2 separate regions of the Mus musculus genome follow, and region 1 is linked to region 2. A link is a contact called in public Hi-C data. All regions are on one chromosome and are shown on one strand. Each heading gives the region's core, a stretch centred on a gene start, on an enhancer-like site or on the middle of the called end of the contact. The rest is flanking DNA. Distances are from core to core; before and after follow the strand shown.

Region 1 (5,169 bases), core at 2,535-5,034, 490 kb before region 2:
TGTTTTGACTGCATGTCTATATGTGGACCACATGTGTGCCTGGCACCCACAAAGGCAAGAAGATGGTTGTGGATCCCTTAGAATTGAAGTTAGAGATTGTGAGCTGACATGTGGGTGCTAGTAATCAAAGTGGGATCCTCTGAAAGAGCAGCAAGCCTTCTTAACTCCTGAGCCATCTCCAGCCCAGTATTTATGTTTCAGTTGTATCAAGAAATTTAAAGCAAAATTCCGGATGGCAAGATGGCTTAATGGCTAAAGGCCCTTGTCATCAAGGTGATAATAATAATTTGACCTCCAGGGCTAACATGGGAGAAGAAGAGAGCTAGCTTACATAGATTATTTTCTGACCTCCACATATACAGTGGGACACACACAAATAGAGCAAATAATTTAAAAAGTAGGGTTGGTGACATGGTTCAATGGACAAAGGTGCTTGCTGCCAAGCCTGACAGCCTTGGTTCAGTCTCAAGAACACACACTGGTAGAGAATCAACTCCCACAATTTGTCTTCTGTTTCTACATGTGTGTTGTGTTATATGCATGTGCACACACATAGTCAATAAACTAATTAAAAATGTAATAAACTCTTTGGAGGCTACACAGTGAGACCTTGTTTCAAAAATAAAATAAAAGTTCTATTTTTAGTTGGCTGTGTTGGAACGTGCATGCCTGTAATTCCAGCATTTGAGGTATGAAACAGGAGGCAGAAGCAAGGCTAACCTAGGATATGTGACACACTGTTTCAAAAAAGAATAAAGTCCTCTGTTTTACCCAGGAAAGACTACTTAATAAAAAGAATTAAGTTTCTGTTCTTGTTTTGTAGCATCCATCATTACCATGACTAAATGTACAATTATGTAAAAATTTAACACTTATTCTAAAATAGAAAATTAACTAGAAATTCACAGAAATATAACTATTTGAAGAACTAATTTGTTGCCTATACTTAGAGGTAGAGACAGAAGGTTCTCAAGTTTTAGGCCATCATAGATGATACAGCAAGACTGTCTCAAAAAGAAAGCAGGAATCAAAGTGCTGAGTGAGGTAACATCGTGCCTATAAGGCTAGTTCTCGGGAGGCTGAGATAGGAGCGGGTGCAACTTAAGGCAGTCCTCAGGACATAGTGCCTGCCAGGTCAGCTTGAGCGTGGCCCTGTTTCAGAAATCCTAGGTAATTTGCAGAACTTGAAGCATTGCAGTCATGCTGTAAAGTAGTTGAGTTGCAGAGTGACTAGATGTGAAAACTGTAGTAATTGTGGTCTCATTTCTTCTCAGGTGACAGACTGGGTAGCTCCAGCCTTTGATGACTTTGAGGCCAACACCGCCATCACCACCATCACTGCGTCATCTTTAACTTTCAGTAACTCCAGTCACAGAAGAAAATATTTGCCCTCCACATTAGAAAGTAACAGATTGTCGGCTAGAAAAAGAGGAAGGCTCTCTTTAGAACAGACTCATGGTCTAGAAACTTCAAGAGAGCGTCTGTCCGACAATGAGCCGTGGGTGGATAAATATAAACCAGAAACTCAGGTATGTGCTGGGTACCATACAAACATGTCTGCACATTGTTAGGATGCATGAGCATGGATAATAAAGAAGACTTTTTCAGATTTTTTAAAAATTTTTTTTTGTTTTTTCTTTTTCGAGACAGGGTTTCTCTGTATAGCCGTGGCTGTCCTGGAACTCACTCTGTAGACCAGGCTGGCCTTGAACTTAGAAATCCACCTGCCTCTGCCTCCCAAGTGTTGGGACTAAAGGTGTGCGCCACCACTGCCTAGCCCAGATTTTTATTTTTAAGAAGCTTTTTATCTTGGTGGGTAACCCACACATTTAATCCCATCACTCAGCAGGCTGAGTGAGTTTAGTGCCAGCATTGTCTACATAGCAAGTTTCAGGTGAGCCATGGCTATATAGAGAGACCCAGCCACAAAATAAATAAGTAAAAATGTAGTAGAGAAGAAAACACCATTTTGTACTTTTTGTATGTTTAAAGGCTGTGCAGCTACCGAGTTACTCTGTAGTTGCCCCATCTCTTCTGTCTGTAATTTCGCCGTAGACTAGAGGTTACAATTGTGGTAGGTACCTTCTCCGTTTCTCCCCAAATCTATCGCTGGGTTGTTTAGAAGTTTCAAGATAAGCAGTGCATCAGCATGAGAATAGGGTTTTTCCATAAGAGTATAAAAATTAAGGGGCTGGGGAGATGCCTCAGCAGTTAAGAACACTGGCTGCTTTTCCAGAGGACCCAGGTGCCATTCTAAGCACCCACAGGATTGCTTAGCACCATCTGTAACTACAGTTGCAGAGGATCTGATGCCCTCTGAGTGTACCAGGCATATTACATTGACATACAAATATGGGCAAAACACCCATTCATATAAAATGAAGAATAATATAAGAAACTTGAGCTGATGAGGTAGCTGAGAAGGGTACAGGCAGGTACATGGTGGAAGGAGAGAACAGACTTCTACAAGTTGTTGGCAGCCCCCTCAAAACAAATTAATAAGCATAAAACATAGTAAGGTATAAAATATAAATAAATAAGTAAAAATTTAAGTATAATCAAAAAGCTGTATTATAACATAGCACAGTACTGTTTTGCAAACATTTTTAGATTTATTCTTTTGTGTGTGAGTATTTTGCCTGCATGTATGTATGTACACCATTTGTGTGCTGGTTCCCACAGAGGTAGAGAGTATCAGATCCCCTGGAATTAGAGTTAAAGTTGGCTGTGAATCACCATGTAGTTACAGGGAATCAGCCAGGTCCTCTGGAAGACCAGTAAGTGCGTTTAACTGTTGAACTATCTCTTCAACCTGTTTTGCAACTTTTTTTTTTGTTCACTAAAATGTTCATATTAAAAGCTGCTGATAGGCTAAAAATGTTTTGAAACATTTTTAACCTCAATTTTTTATCTTAGCATGAACTTGCTGTTCATAAAAAGAAAATTGAAGAGGTCGAAACCTGGTTAAAAGCTCAAGTCTTAGAAGTGAAGCCAAAACAGGTAAGTAAATGCATTTAAAATATTTAGCATCATTTGTTCTCTGACTTAAAAGATGTTAATCATATTTTTCTTCTTTTTTGAGACAAAGTATCACTTTGTAGCCCTGGCTGTCCAGGATAGCCTCAAACTATCAAGAGATCTGCCTGCTTCTGTCTTCAGACTATGGGGGTTAAAGATATGCTCATTATATAGCCCAGGCTTCCCTGGAACTGATTGTGTACACCCTAGGGTGGTTTTGAATTTACGATGCTCCTTCTGCCTCATCTAAGTTGTGGGATTATAAACATGAGCCACCATGCCTGGCAGGAAGCTAATCTTTTATGATGACTTTATTTATATATCTTCATATTACCTTCAACAAAAGCTTCCTGCTCTGTTATTTCCAACCTCTCTAAAGCCTCCTGGAGGGGCTAGGAGACAGTTCAGAGAGTTGGACAACTTGCGTTCACTCCTTGGGTACCACATATTAGAGGGCAGAATCAGTTCCTACAGCTGTCCTTGACATCACCTTGTGACACACTCATGCTCCCTCACAGTGAGTAAGTAAATGAGTGTAGTTGTTTGCTTTGTTTTAAAACACTCCAAGACTTGAAGTTTCCCCCCTTATTTGTCCCCTTTTCCCCCTTACGTCCTAACTTTAGCCTAAGGCATATAGTAAGCCAATGGAGTGCTAGTGTTTTTAGCATATCTCATTATTTCACAGTAAAGCAAGCAGTCCGTTTACATAGTAGTGGTTTAAAAAAAAAACCAGCTATATCTGGAAACAGTCCTCATTAATGTTAACTTGATGTTTTGTTTCACTTCCTTACTCCACAGTTACTCTTAGCCCCTCCTTTAAAGGTAGACTATTTTCTCTTCCTCTTTAGAAACTTTTTTTTTTTTTTAAAGATTTATTTAATGTTGTATGAACATCCTGACACACACCAGAAGAGGGCATCTGATCCAATTACAGGTTGTTGTGAGCCACCATGTGGTTGCTGAGAATTGAACTCGTGACCTCTGCAAGAGCAGACAGCACTCTTAACCACTGAGCCATCTCCAGCCTCCCCTCTTTAGAATCTTTAAACACACAGGAAAAAAGAACCATTCATATCTTCACAATATAGCCCTCCTTTTTTTGTAAGTCCTTTATATTAAATTAAAACTGACTCTGGGTGGTGTGGTGGCACACATCTTTAATCTCAGCAGTCATGAGGCAGAGTCAAGGGGATCCCTATGAGTTCAAGGCTAGCCTGGTCTACAGAGCAAGTTCCAGGCCAATCAAGGCTACACGGAGAAACCCTGTCTCCAAAAAAGAAAAAAAAAAAAAAAAAAAAAAAAGAAAAGAAAAAAAGAAAAGAAGAGAAAGTATTGATACTTGCTATAACATCCCTGAAGTAAAACAGAATCCTGACATTTCAGCCAGGTGTGTTAGTGCACTCCTTTAATAACTCAGGAGTCACAGTCAAGGGGAATCTCTTGAGTTCAAGGCCAGCCATGACTAACATAGTTGAAACCCTGTCTCAAAACAACAGAAACTCTGATATTTCAGCCAGACTTGAGATTGTAACCTTTTTTTTTTTTTTAATTTATTTTTTTGAGTGCTCTGGGCCTCACTTTAAACTTTTATTCCTAATTTATTATATATACACCATATTCTCCTTTTAAAAAATTACAGTGTACAGTGTTACCTGTCCTCAAAATGCTTTCTGCGGCTGGTATGTTTCAGCTAGAACCTAAACAAGAATCAGGCATTACGTTTGATTGCTGTGTCTCTTAGTCTTCATTTCCTTTTCTTAATCTTGTAACAGTCTGTGTCTTTTAGTTTTTCTCTTAGTATAAGACATTGGCTTATGGGCTGGAGATGGCTCAGAGGTTAAGAGCACTGACTGCTCTTCCTAGAGGTCCTGAGTTCAATTCCCAGCAACCACATGGTGGCTCATAACCATCTGTAATGGAATCTGATGTCCTCTTCTGGTGTGTTTGAAGAGAGCTACAATGTACTCATACAAAAAATAAATAAATAAATAAATAAATAAATAAATAAATAAAAAAGACATTGACTTAGTTGAAGAAAACAGGCCTGTTGACAGCAAGAGCCTCATACTTGGATTTGTGTATGGTGGCTTGTTTTCTCTGACAGTGTGTCCTGTATTTGTATTTTCCAAAACTTTTCTTTTCCTCTTTGAG
Region 2 (4,811 bases), core at 1,130-3,629:
AGATGTCAGTTATTTTTGTGAGTCTAGAGTCCAGCACAGGGCTTGCCCTAGAGTTTGCCCATGATCAGCAGATGCTGCAGCTGGCAGTAACTTCATGCATGTGCTTCCTAATCAGACGTTAGGATGTCTGAGGAGTTTCATCTTGGAAGTATGAATATGGCTGAAGATCACAGCACCTTGAGAACTTGCACTTGGGGCTCTTGAGTGATGGGAACTCTGTGCTGCCTTCCAGATCAGCTCTTCCATAACTTGCACAAGTTCCTGGGCCTGAAAGAACTGTGTGTGAGACTAGATAGCAAGCCGGATGTGCTCTCAGTCCTTCCTGGAGAGTTCCCAAACCTCCATCACATGGAGAAGTTATCCATCAGAACCTCCACGGAGTCTGACCTCTCCAAACTAGGTAAGGGATGGTGCTTGATCTCCAGTTCACATCTCAGCTGGAAAAGCTAGTTGGCTAGTAATTGTTAGAACCATTAAATCATCATTAATCAAAACTTCCCTGGGCCTGACAGCATGAACTGTGTCCATGGGAAAGGGTGGGACCAGTGCTCTTAATCATCAGGAAGGCAGAGATTTCTTTCTTTTTTTCTTTTCTTTTTCTAACTCAGTGACAGACAATTAAGTGTTACTCCCATTTTAAACAACTACAAATAAGCAAAACCAGGTATAACGCTGTCCCACCCCTCCATGCTGTAGCCAAGTCAACTTTCAGACAACATGAAACAGCATTTCCTCCCTACTTGTGAACAATGCCAGAGAAAGTGAAGCCCACAGGGGATGAGAACGAAGAAGATTCTGTTCCTCACAAGCAGGTGAAGGAGGAGCTGCCTGATACGATTTCTGCATTAAACTTTGACAGCCCCAGTAGTTTCCTTGAAAGTTTAATCTCACTCATCAAAGTGGAGAGTTTTTTTTTTCAAGGAATTCTGGGAACAAAAGCCCCTTCTCATTCAGAGGGATGATCCTTCACTGGCCCCATATTACCAGTCTCTGTTCAGCCTCTCAGATCTAAAGAGTTTCTGCAACCAAGGGCTATCCTATGAAAGAAGCTTGAATGTCTGCTGGTGCATCCGTGGGAAGACGAAGGTTTATGTAAGGATGGAAAGCACAGGGTTTTTTTTTCAGCTGAGAAAAGAATTTGATCAGAAGAGGGCAACGATTCAGTTTCACCAACCACAGAGATTTAAGGATGAGTTCTGGAGGATCCAGAAAAAGCTGGAATGTTACTTTGGCTCCTTCATAGACTCGAATGTGTACATGACTCCTGAAGGATCTCAGGGCCTCCCTCCACATTATGTTGAAGTTCTTATCCTGCAGCTACAGGGAAAGAAACACTGATGCCTGCACTCCCCAACTGTGCCCCTGGCACACGAGTACAGTATGGAGCCTGAGGACAGGACTGGCAGAGATTTATTTCTAACCCGAGTCTCTAACGTGTCAGGAACTGTTCTGAGCACTTCACAGATACTAGTTCACTCCTCATACCCACTGTGTGAGAGAAGGCATAATGATGATTGTTGACTGTCTACTGGGGGAACTGAGGTCATCGACTGCTCAGGTTATCAGGCAATGAAAGTGTATCTTCAAACAGAAGATCTGACTCTACAACTTGAGCTGTCCACTCCTATCCCTTCCTCTCCACAGCAGTGTGAGGAGTTCTCTTCTTGTGCTGCTGTTTTAGTCCCACGTAAAGATCTGATCGCTCAGGGAGAAGGAATCTGACTGGGAGCAGCCTTGACCTTTTCTCCATTTCTCTCCATCCCAGCCTCCTGCTGCCAGACAGCTGTGTAGCCATCTTTCTAGGTCATGTCATTTAGCAAAATGATTAAAATACCATCAGATTCTAATTTTTAAAACACTGAACACTGAAGAAATACAAACTGGGGACTGACATGGCATATTTGCATACCAAAAGTCTCTAGCATGGGCCATGGTGGATACCTGAGAAGGACTGTCTGTCACAACTTTAAACCAGCCTAACTATGTGATTTCCACACTTTCATGGCCTACAGAAACAAAAACTAACCAACCAATCAAAAATTTTCTGACCAAGAAGATTGCTCATGGATGCTTGCTGCCAAGGCTAATAACTTAGGTTGGATCTGTGGGATCACAAGGCAAGAAGATAAAAGAGATAAACAGATTTCCCCCAAAGCTGTCCTCTGATAGCCACATATATATTATGGTGCTTTTGTGCTCTTGCACACACACACACACACACACACACACACACACACACACACACTCAGCAAATAGATAACTTAATTTAAAAACATTTTAAGTTGTGTTTCAGAATTGTTCTCCATTTGATGTTACTCTGTAGAGAGTTCTTATTGCATAAGTGAAGTGTGCAAACACAGGCATGTTGCAATGCTGACACTGAAGGTGAAATACAGGAACAGAAACCTGATTCAGAGAGTATCAGGAACTTCTCCCCAGTCGTCTGCTCACTAGCCAGTTGCAGTGTAGAAACCCAGGGTAGTCTGAAATCTAGATACTGAATCACTGCCTGTTTAATGAGTGTGGCTGCAACTCATGGACTGGGGGTTCAACTTTGACAGGAATTTGTGGTCTTATCTAATTTCTGAACATCTTTCATCTTTTCCAGTTAAGTTGATTCAGAACTCTCCAAATCTCCATGTTTTCCATCTGAAGTGTAATTTCCTTTCGAATTGTGAGCCTCTCATGACTGTGCTTGCTTCCTGCAAGAAACTCAGAGAGATTGAGTTTTCTGGACGATGCTTTGAAGCCATGACCTTTGGTAAGAACTGTACAGCCTTGACCTCAGATGCTCCTGTCCACAGAGTCATTAAATACTTGAGAACTAAGTGTCACTGATGTCATGGGATCTGTGAGAAAACCTGATTCTCAGCGAGGCTCTCATAAGAGTGAATGAACTACAGTTAATAAATGACAGTTTAAACATAAACTACAGTTTAAACATAAACAACAGTTTAAATATTTCATTTGCAGAGTTGTGTCTTCTACTTAGTCATAGTGATTCAGTCTGAATACTATAGCATGTTTCACCATTTTTTAAGTTCTCTGTGTCATAGGAATGTATCTGACCTAACTCAATTTTATTTTCCCTTTCCTAGTCAACATTTTGCCAAATTTTGTTTTTCTGAAGATATTGAATCTTAGAGACCAACAATTCCCAGATAAAGAAACATCAGAAAAGTTTGGTAAGCTTATAAAACAGTATTTCTGATCTTCTTCTCCCCCTCTCCCTCCCCTCCCCACCTCCCCCTCCTCCTTCCCCTCCTCCTCCTTCTCTTCTTTCTATTCCTTTCCTCCTCCCTTCCCCTCTCCTCCTCCTGGGAACCTACAACAAAGCAAGTTATGACAGTTGGGTCCAGGACGTGCTGCTGCTATAAACAGTAGAGGATCCTTTATGATATAAAATGTTGCAGTAAAGTTTGCCGCTGACCCCACACATCCCGTATACACTTTAAATCATCTCTCCTTTGCCTACAATGCCCAATTCCATGTTTTGTTTTGTTTTTGTTTTTAAATGTGTTACATTGTGTTCTTCTGAGAATAATGAGGAAGAAATGCCTGTACATGTTTAGTACACACAGAATTGTTAAAACTTGAACCTGTGGTTGGTGAAATGTGCTGATGCCCAGCAAGGGTTATGCACCAGCCATGCTGGGCTTTGGAACATCATATTGATGCTCAGTCTCACCTCCAGAAGCCATTGGTCCCACACATCCTTACATCATTAAATGTAGTATTCTCATACTTGCTGACATCTTAGCATAGAAACTGGTCATGGTCGCACTGTGTAGCTTTGTTGTTGGGCTTCCACTCTAAAAATGGTATATCCTTTTGTTTCAAAGGTTTCAGAATACATATAAAGACTTCTATTTATTTTAAGAAAAATAATCTTATAGACAGTATTGAACACAATGATTTTGTATATGGGAGACACTAGCAGGGGAAAAGGAGATAGTGGAGGTATTGGGTACAGAGCTGTCTTCACAGTAGTTCCCAGACTTTTGTGTACATGGGAGAGGCTGGGTCCCCCTCCTTTTTCTTCCTTTCTGTGGAGACAACAACTGGGTGGCTTTGCTATGGCTTTGGAGATGATGGTAAAGCACCAAAGACAACATCAGCTCCTAAGAAGGCCACTGACACGTGACTCAGGTTCACTATGTAAAAATGCATCCTGACTATAAGAAAGTCAAGTTTCCCTGCTGCTGGAAAAGAAAATTACAAATACTGAAGCAGAAGGCTGATCTGTCTCAGACATAAGGAAGCAATTCTTTGGCCTCCTGTGCCCTAGCTTGGAATGAATCCTTAATGAAGTGAATGATTTTTTTCTTTTTAAAAAAAATGACTGCATATATACTGTCACAAAGTGAAGTTGAGGATTTTCTTCATAGAGGTCTGCCAAAATTGTAAATAAATTTGTCAGGAAAAAGGACTGGGAGACAGCTCAGCAAGTAAGAGGCCTGGCACCAAGGCTGATGACCTGAGTTGGATCTCTAGTACCCATATGATGGGAGGAGAAAGAGCCCACTTCCAAAAGCCATCCTTTGATCTCTAAACTCCTAAATCCATACCATGCTACACATATGCCAACACACACATACACACACAAACACATGCAAACAGAAACACACACATACACACTATGTACATATGTAAGTTAAATTGCTTTGCAAATGTCAGCAAGAAAGGAAAGAACCAAAAAATTGGAAATATTGGTGAAAATTCATTGTTTGCTATTCCATAAACATCCATAAAATGTATACACATATATAGAAATCTAGATTTGCATACACAGGCGTCTCTCGGGACAGTCA

The links. A called contact is a pair of places that touch in the nucleus more often than the background predicts.
Region 1: a contact with region 2 is called in a Hi-C map of bone marrow-derived macrophages, with 2.3 times the contacts expected there. The contact joins two enhancer-like sites. A contact is called at or near these places in 4 of 39 promoter capture datasets (cranial neural crest, hippocampal neurons, maxillary cranial neural crest and 1 more), 7 of 484 Hi-C or Micro-C datasets (bone marrow-derived macrophages, cortical neurons, nephron progenitors and 2 more) and 3 of 9 other capture datasets (adipose tissue, liver and pancreatic islet).

Annotation. Positions count from the first base shown.
Region 1 is chr13:100,641,351-100,646,519 of GRCm38.p6, reverse strand. It overlaps Rad17 (RAD17 checkpoint clamp loader component), which reads left to right. Exons shown (of 17, transcript NM_001044371.2): 3 at 1,275-1,529; 4 at 2,917-3,000. Among named protein-coding and RNA genes, the nearest start is that of Rad17, 7.1 kb to the left of the region's middle. Within about 2 kb of position 3,784, at least 45 of the 459 cell types and tissues checked have an H3K27ac peak or open chromatin away from gene starts, as enhancers often do. A contact at or near this core is called in bone marrow-derived macrophages, where this site is marked.
Region 2 is chr13:100,150,444-100,155,254 of GRCm38.p6, reverse strand. Naip2 (NLR family, apoptosis inhibitory protein 2) reads left to right here. Exons shown (of 16, transcript NM_001126182.2): 12 at 233-400; 13 at 2,609-2,761; 14 at 3,099-3,185. It also overlaps the pseudogene Gm18413. Among named protein-coding and RNA genes, the nearest start is that of Smn1, 28 kb to the right of the region's middle. Within about 2 kb of position 2,379, at least 47 of the 459 cell types and tissues checked have an H3K27ac peak or open chromatin away from gene starts, as enhancers often do. A contact at or near this core is called in bone marrow-derived macrophages, where this site is marked.